Regions from separate parts of the Mus musculus genome. Here region 1 is linked to region 2. The links are chromatin contacts, called in public HiChIP or PLAC-seq maps. All regions are on one chromosome and are shown on one strand. The core of a region is the stretch at or near the end of the contact, and the rest is flanking DNA. Distances in the headings are between cores, read along the strand shown. Region 1 holds the start of Rab10os (RAB10, member RAS oncogene family, opposite strand). Region 2 has its middle 110 kb from the start of Rab10os.

Evidence for each region. HiChIP or PLAC-seq counts read pairs in DNA pulled down with a chosen protein or histone mark.
Region 1: an H3K27ac HiChIP or PLAC-seq map of epiblast stem cells shows a contact between it and region 2. The contact joins the promoter of Rab10os here to the enhancer-like site in region 2. A contact is called at or near these places in 4 of 115 datasets of contacts at active chromatin or transcription factors (bone marrow-derived macrophages, embryonic stem cells, epiblast stem cells and 1 more) and 1 of 9 other capture datasets (embryonic stem cells).

What each region holds. Positions count from the first base shown.
Region 1 is chr12:3,234,315-3,238,482 of GRCm38.p6, reverse strand. Rab10os (RAB10, member RAS oncogene family, opposite strand) reads right to left here and starts at 2,692. Exons shown (of 7, transcript NR_015551.1): 1 at 2,554-2,692; 2 at 1,071-1,198; 3 at 823-892; 4 at 371-454.
Region 2 is chr12:3,125,013-3,128,951 of GRCm38.p6, reverse strand. No RefSeq gene overlaps it. Among named protein-coding and RNA genes, the nearest start is that of Rab10os, 110 kb to the left of the region's middle. Within about 2 kb of position 1,386, at least 7 of the 459 cell types and tissues checked have an H3K27ac peak or open chromatin away from gene starts, as enhancers often do. A contact at or near this core is called in embryonic stem cells and epiblast stem cells, where this site is marked.

The DNA of each region.
Region 1 (4,168 bases), core at 1,443-3,942, 110 kb before region 2:
AGGTTTATGCAAATTTATGCAAATTCACAGAGGAAGCCACCAAAGTCACCTCAGCTCATGCAAACCTACTTCAAAGAAGCTGATGTATGCAAATTCATGCAAAACCCACAAAAAACGCATGCAGAGCACAACTATGACATCATTTTGGTTTATGCTAATTTGCCCAAGACGTCACACACAAATCTATGCAAATTTGTCCTGAGAGAACTGGTGTTAACTTATACAAATTTATTCAAATGAGCCCAAAATATGCAAAATCATGCAAATGTATGCAGCCCCCATCCCCTCAATCTATTATCCCAGAACCACTTGGTAGAGTCTCAGACAGGGCGTGGGCAGTGTCATGTGCAGGCAGGGGGCAGGGCCTCACCATCCTTCGCTGGTGTGCTGTTGTCCAAGTAGTCGTGGATCAGCTCCTCCTACAGTAGAGAGAAAGTCACTTCCTGGGCAGGGCCTGCGGGGAAAGGGGGCAGGGTCAGGCGATGGGGTGGGGCCTTGGGGGTCAGGGGCAGGGCCTGGGTGACTCATTTGGCCTAAACTTCCTGGGGTGGGGGTGGTACTTCCTGTCAGGGCCTCAGACAGGAAGTCCCACCTCATACAGGAAGTTCCACCCCCACACACTGATGATGTCATCTAACCCCATCCCCAACATAAAAGACCCACCTCCAGGTTATGACCCTGCAGAAAGTAAGTTATGGCATAGACAGGAAGCTCCCTCCCCAATGACGTCACCCCAGGCCCCGCCCCACAAAGTAACGCTCCCCCCCGCCCCCCCCACTGCCAACATTGACCCTGTGAACCTGCCCACAACACTCTGCTCACCTCCGTGGATGCCCCAGGTGAAGATGGCTACCCTCATGATGACGCTGTGCTGCTCTGCTTCCTGCTCAGCCTGGGGGATGGGACGGGGTCACAGGGGTCAGGGTTCATCCAGGCCATGCCCACCAAACCACCATGCCCATCACTTCTTGACTATGCCCACCACTTCCAGTCCCACTTTTCACTTCCTGTTTTCTCCTATGATGTCACTTTCTGTTCTGCCTGCTCCGTCCCCAGAAGGCCCCACTCACCTGTACAGCACCCCCCATGGCGTCCTCCTGGTCCTTTGACTTCTCCAGGATCAGCCCCTCCAAGGCCTGTGGGTCAGTGGTGGGGTCATCACAAGGGGTGGAGTCAGGGGCGGGGTCAGTGAGGTCACCTGAATAGATTTGCACAAATTTGCATGACAGGAAGTAAGCAGGCAGGGCCTGAGGTGATGGGCGGGACAGGAAGTGGAGGGCATGGCCAGGCACAGTGGGCTTGGCTGGAAGTGTGCAATGGCGTTGGGAAGTGGGCGGGGATAAGATGAAAAGGGTCGAGGCCTGCAATGGGTGTGGAAGGGGCAGGGCCACACACCACCACAGGGTCAAGGTCTCTGGGTCTTCCTGGGGGAGGGACGGGTGGAGCTGGAAGTGACATCATACCAGACTTCCTGGCAGCCCCTCACAGAAGCCCCACCCACAAGTCAGAAATCCTGAAAATGACATCACTTCCAGTGGGCCTGGCCCCACCCACCATCCTGATGTCTTGCCCATAAAGCTCCCAAAAAGCAGGAAGTGACATCACTTGTGGTTGGTGTGGTGACCTCATTTCCCCGCTCCATCATCCCCAGAACCCACCCTCTTCTCCCAAACTCAGAACTGCAATCATGATGCCACTTACAGTGGGTATGGCCACCAACAGACCACGCCCATCTTCCTAAAAAGATGAAAGTAGCTACCCTGAGGCCCCTTCCCACTGACCTTTGTGCCCCCCCCCCCTCGCGGCAAAGTACTGGAGGCAGGGCCAGGTGGCCTTGCTCAGCATCTCGGGGAAGGCAGGATGGACGACCATGAAGGCCAGGCCCTGGGGTGGGGGGAAGGGGTGAATGGGTGGGGTCAGACACGCGTCAAGGCCCTGCCCACAATGACTCAATCACTCTTGGGCACACCCCCAGCCAGGACGTCAAGAGAATATATACAATATATACAAATGCGGGGGGGGGGGTGTCACAGGGTGATGACATCATCTGGACACGTGTCAATGGCAAGGAGGGAAACTGTGACATCATCTGAACTCAGGAAAAGCCATAACGTCATGCAGTTTTATGCAAATGCATGCAAATTTACATGACAAATACACGCAGAGTAAAGCCATAACATCGTTTATGTTTATGGAAATTTACTCAGGGGAGCTGTCATTATGCAAATTTATGCAAATTTTCATCATGCGAAACTGATGTCACATGAGCGTATGCAAATTCCCAACGTACACGATATGCTAATTTATACAGGTCAGGGGAGGTTATATAAACCTGGGTAGAACAAAACCAAGCAGCCATTCAAATTCACTCAAATTCATGCAAACGAGCAGCAATGAAACTTAGACCCCATGCAAATCTATGTCTCTTGCAGGAGCTTAGTTAAGACCCCGCCCCAGGCCCCTGTCACTCACGCTCAGCCACTCCCAGCCCTCGCTCAGGCTCCGTCCCTGGCCTGTCTGTCAGTGCCTCTTGGGAAAAAACAGGTCACTCACCTGAAGCTACGTCCACATGCCACTCCGCTAGTCGCTGTCAATCCCGTGGGGACCAAGTGTCACTCACGTGAAACCCCGCCGACATGTCTCGCACAGCGAACCCCAGGATCTCCTTCCGCCGCGAGGAGGCGCTCGCCAGGACGACGCGGTGCCAGCGCAGGCACGTGCGGGGTGATGTCACAGCGACATCTGGGCGGGGAGTGATGACGTCGAACGGGTCGCCTGTGGTTCTGCGGTTCGCCGAAAGGTCAGGAGCTGAACCGGTGACGTCGCTGGAGTCGCCGGGGATTGGGGCGGGGGGGGGGTAACGGTGGTTGCGGCGGGGAAACCGGAAATCGGTCGCGCTGCTCCGAAAGGGAAAACCGGGTTCGGCGAAGAGAGGAACTGCACATCCGCTGTTTGCTTGTCCGCTTCTGATCAGCGGAACCCGGAACTGGAAGTCTTCAATGTCACGCTGCCGCTCCGAGTTCTCGTGAGATTTACAATGCGGTAGAAGGACTCACTTCCTGTTGGAACGGAGGAACTTCCTGTCTGGAAGTTAGGGTTCAAGCATGCTGGGAGTTGCAGTTATTTCCTGCTTTAGGCATGACTTCCTGTTTGCCATAGGAAGTGACGCCACAGTAGCCCCGAGTTTCACTGGGAGGCACGCTGGGAGGTGTAGTTCCTACCTGTACATCTCCGGGTCTAACCTCCCAGGAACGTACCGTATTAATACGCTGCCCTGTCACCGGGTCGAAGCGCCCGCATGCCCGGCCTCCCCTCACCGTGGCCGCTTCACCGCAGGCAAATCCATATCCTTTGACACCAACCGGAGCGGATGCAGTAACCATCTCACCTGTGATGCAGTGACCATCCCAAGGGAGATGTAATGACTCTTACCTGAGATGCAGTAACCATCTCACCTGAGATGCAGTGACGATCCCAACTGTGATGCAGTGACCATCCCACATGAGATGTAGTGAGCATGCCACTTGAGATGTATTGACAGTGATTATCCTACCTGAGATACAGTGACCATCCACCTGAGATGCAGTGACCATCTCACCTTTGATGCAGTGAACATTCTACCTGAGTGATTCTTACATGAGATGCAGTGTCCATGCCACCTGAGATGTTGTAACCATTCCACCTAGGATGCAGTGACTATGCCATCTGAAATGTAGTGACCATCCCAGGTGAGATGGGATGATAATCCCACCTGTGATGCAGTTGACTATCCCACCTGAGATGTAGTGACCATCCCACCTGAGATGAAGTGACCACTTGAGATGTGATCGTCTCTCCTGAGATGAAGTCACCATCTTACCTGAGATACAGTGAAAATCCCACATGGGATGCAATGACTATCCAACCTGAGATGTAGAGAGTCGTCTTAACAGAAATGCAGTGACCATCCACCTAAGATTCAGTGACTATCCCACGTGTGAAGTTGTGACCATCCCAAGTGAGATGGGATGACAATCCCACTAGTGATGCAGTGACTGTCCCACCTGAGATGCAGTGACCATGCCACCTGAGATGTTGTGACTATCTCACGTGAGATACTATGACAATCCCACCTGTGATGCAGTGACCACCCCACCTGAGATGTAGTATCCATCCCTCCTGAGATGCA
Region 2 (3,939 bases), core at 137-2,636:
TGATCCACTAGAGATAGGGATGGAGGGGAGAGGCTGCTGTGGTGGTCAAGCAGTCCTAATTTCAGGTGACCTTTTGGTCAGTTCATGACTACACACAAGCTCCCTGAAGGAGTCAGGGCTCAAATTCAGCAAAATTTCATGGGCTGACTCAGTTAGTCCATAAAAATGGATATCTTGGATAGATGGAAACAGGCAATATTTAAGAATTTTCTTTTAACAGCTTCTCTTCTTCAGTAACTAAAACAAGATGCTTCACATTTATTCTACTAATAAGCTAAAATACACCAAACAATATAATTACTAAAAAGTTGCAGAATTATCCTTTAATAGTTGTTTTGCATGAAACTACCATGTCACCTGAAATAAAATATGTTGGAAAAAATCTTTAAAACTTTGAAATGGCTACTAAGTCTTGTGCAATTTGTAGTTTATTCTCCAAATCTCATGCTGGTTTAGATGTCAGAAGTCATAAATGCTAACAGCCCCCATTCCTGTGGTGACAAGGAGGAACTGTGGAAGGTACACTTGTAAGAATGTCTCAACCCCACTGAGTCCCTACTCATTTTAGTAATAGGATACTAAGGCTTAGAGAAGTTAAGAGGAGGGCTCAATGTCATCTGCCAGTTGGGAATAGCCAGAACTTGAACTTCCAGTTCTGAGCTTTCTGGAGTAGACCAAGTGGTGGCACACAGGTCTCTATGAAGGATGGTGCTGGAGGTTCAGATTTCCCTCTTCAATGAATGTGGCTTTGCCACAGACCCTTTTTGGTCTCTGTCTGTGTAGAGCGGGTCTCTAGTTGCAGGTGGACAGGAGTCAGCGAATGACAAATAGAAGTGACACAAGAGATTGTGTAGAATCTGAGTGTATTTTCACAAAGTATAAACTAGTCTTGTATAATACAGAAAACAAAGGGTTAGGTTGTCATGGCAGGCAAAGTACATTGAAGTTACCTGACACAAAACAAAGGAATGACTTCAAAAGGACTTACAGGAACCAGGTAATATTTACAGTAAAGATAAAACAGCCCTGTCTAGGGTCAGCTAATGACAGGTAAGGATTTCACACCCAAGTCACAATTTGTGCTACTCCTTTGAGCCTTGTGAAGGCTAGCACCAGGGGGTTCTGCTCTAGCAGACCTTCTCATGAATAATGCAATACCACAACCCCCCTATTTCCTAGGCCTTGATAAATTCTTATATGAGTGTAACTTGGCTGTTCTTTAAAGTATTTGTGGGGAATTTCCTTTTGTCAGAAGAATTCACCAATTTGCTTCTAATATACAATATATAGCCTGCTATACCTGGCTGTAGTGAAGATTCCTGTCTCACTGGGATTTCCTAACTCTTAAGTGGTAAACCCACCTATTAGCTAGGCCATTGTGTATTCCCTTGTTTGGGTAAGTCTGGCTACTGTCCTAGGTAATCACTCTCCAGACTAGTCCTGAGCTATTCTAGCTCTGTTCTTTGTAATGCTTAATTAGTTTCACTGTCTATTAGAAGTAAATTTGAATGTTACTGAATAGGTAACATTCTTACTGAATTCCTACTGAATTCCAAGTTTGTAGGCTTCAAGGATTTTGAGACGTTGGAACACTGGCAAAGGCTTAGCTATGTCAGAATTCAATCTTTAAAGGCACTTATAATAAAATAATACTAAAAGAGAGCACGTGCATCCATACACCAGACTAACACGGGGATAGGGTATGAGTATATGGGTTATGAGAATGCCAAGGTTCCGTTTTGAGTTTCCTTGAAACTCTGCCTCGTGAGTGCTTCCAGGCCTCTCGGCCTGCCAAGCAGACTTCACTGGAGTGTGCGTAGGTGTATAGCATTCTCTCCCTTTCATTTTTATTTTTCAGCCTAAGTTCCAGAATGTCCCGCTTCGTCGTAGCTACAGATCTCAAAAGTACTCTAAAGATGAGTGTAAACACAATGATTACTAATAAAATAATGGCAATAATAATAGCAAGTAGGATTATATATTGAACCCAATCTAGGGGATTCAATGCACTTAGGTTATTTTTTAAATCTCTGGCCAATTTATCAATGTTCAAAGTGTCCAAGTGACTTTTGCTAATATCTGAAATTTCTGTTTTTCTAGCTTTAATATTTGCTATATTCTGTCCTATTGCTAAGACTACTACTTCTAAGACATTAACCTTTGCCTCCAATTTTTTATCTATAATATGTTGCTCTGACAAAGCTATGGAAATATTCCTATGCTTATCATTAACAAAATGAGCAGTATGCAGCTGCTGAACTAAGGCTGTGGTAGATACCTTTTCAAAGTTTGCATTCCCAGATTTTTAAACCAAGGATCATTTCTTAACTCTAATAGGCAGCAAAACATAAGCAGGTCTCTTTAACAAAATCATAACAGCAGGTTCCTTATCTAAATTAGGATTTACACAATTAGTTAATTGACAAGAATTACAGTGAATATGAAAAGACTCGCCAAGATTGGTGATCTTAACTCTTAAAATTATCTAACAATATAGCCTTCAGGTAAGGTACACAAGCTTTTACAGCTATAGGGGAGTTGGTCTGAATGGCCAAAAACAGTGTCTCTGACAAAATCTTGTCCAATACTCTGTAGCAGTCCCTCTGCCTCATGAGTCATCATTTTTAGTTGTCCCCAAGTTGACACCAGGTCGGCTCTCCTTACTGTAGCCCATGCCGGAGATAAGAAGTTTCTTCATCTTGTTTGCAAGTGGCTGCTCTCCCTGATTCCTCTTTCTCTGTGTGCTCAATACAGCTTTCTTGTCAACACTGTCAGGGCACTCAGGAACTCACAGGTCAGCCTGTCACAGGAATCATTTTGGAAGCTAGCATGCTTCTGCAGCATTCTGTGGAAAAAAACACCCCCTCTCTTCCCCATATTAACTTTTTGTTCAGGCTCATGCCATGTGCCAATAAGTGGATCCTTTTCATAACTAGAAAGCCTGAAAAGGTATTAAATAGTCACATGTGCATATTTTATTTATTTATTAATCAGAAATAAGAGTAGCAATTGATTAAGTATAAGCCCTCAAGAATTAACACCATTATGTGGAAACAGGTAGAAACTGAGGACACTGAGAACAAACTTTTACAATTTGACATGCATATTTTCTAAAAATACCAAAATATTATCTTAAGCCATTACTATTTTAATGATGTAAAGAAATTAGATTATATGGCCAATTATTTTTGTATAAGGCCTATAATCTGCCTGGGATATAAGTCTAGCATGGCATTGCCTTAAGAGGTCTTGTCCAGGCAATCTATAACAAATTCTTAAATGTCCAAAAACAGTCTTCTTAATTGAACAGCATTTTCTTAATGAGTTGTATACGCATAAACAATTGCAAATTTGAGAATTCACAGTATCTGAGGGTCAAACAATTTTAAGCAATTGTTAGCTTTGAGCTCTCTCTCTCTTTCTACTATTAAGACACAAATTAAAGCTTGATTATTCAACATTTTAAAACACCTTCTACAGCACACAATTTATTATCTGTGCTGAAGCAGGAGGAAACTCAAAAGAATAAACATGTGATCCAATTCACATGTACTTTTCTCCCATAGAAGGGTTGTTTTTAAATACAGTAAATGGGATGCATGCATGCATGAATTTATAGAAGATACAAAAGCATGCATAAAAGCAATTTTTAACTTATCTTTAGGATAGTGATTACCAATTTTATTTAAAATTATGGTATGCAATAGGCCAAATATCAATATTTTGCAATCACCAATATGATTGCTGTTTGGAACAAGGAATTCTTAATTCTTAATTAGCACCACAGCAGCTTTATAATAGGATGTTAAAACTTTACTTTGAGGTGAAGAAGGATGATTTTACATTAATGTTTTCTCTTGCCAAACATTTGTTGTGGGCACATTTAATAACCATAACTAAAATAAGCAGCTAGTATTTAATTACCATTGATTATAATTG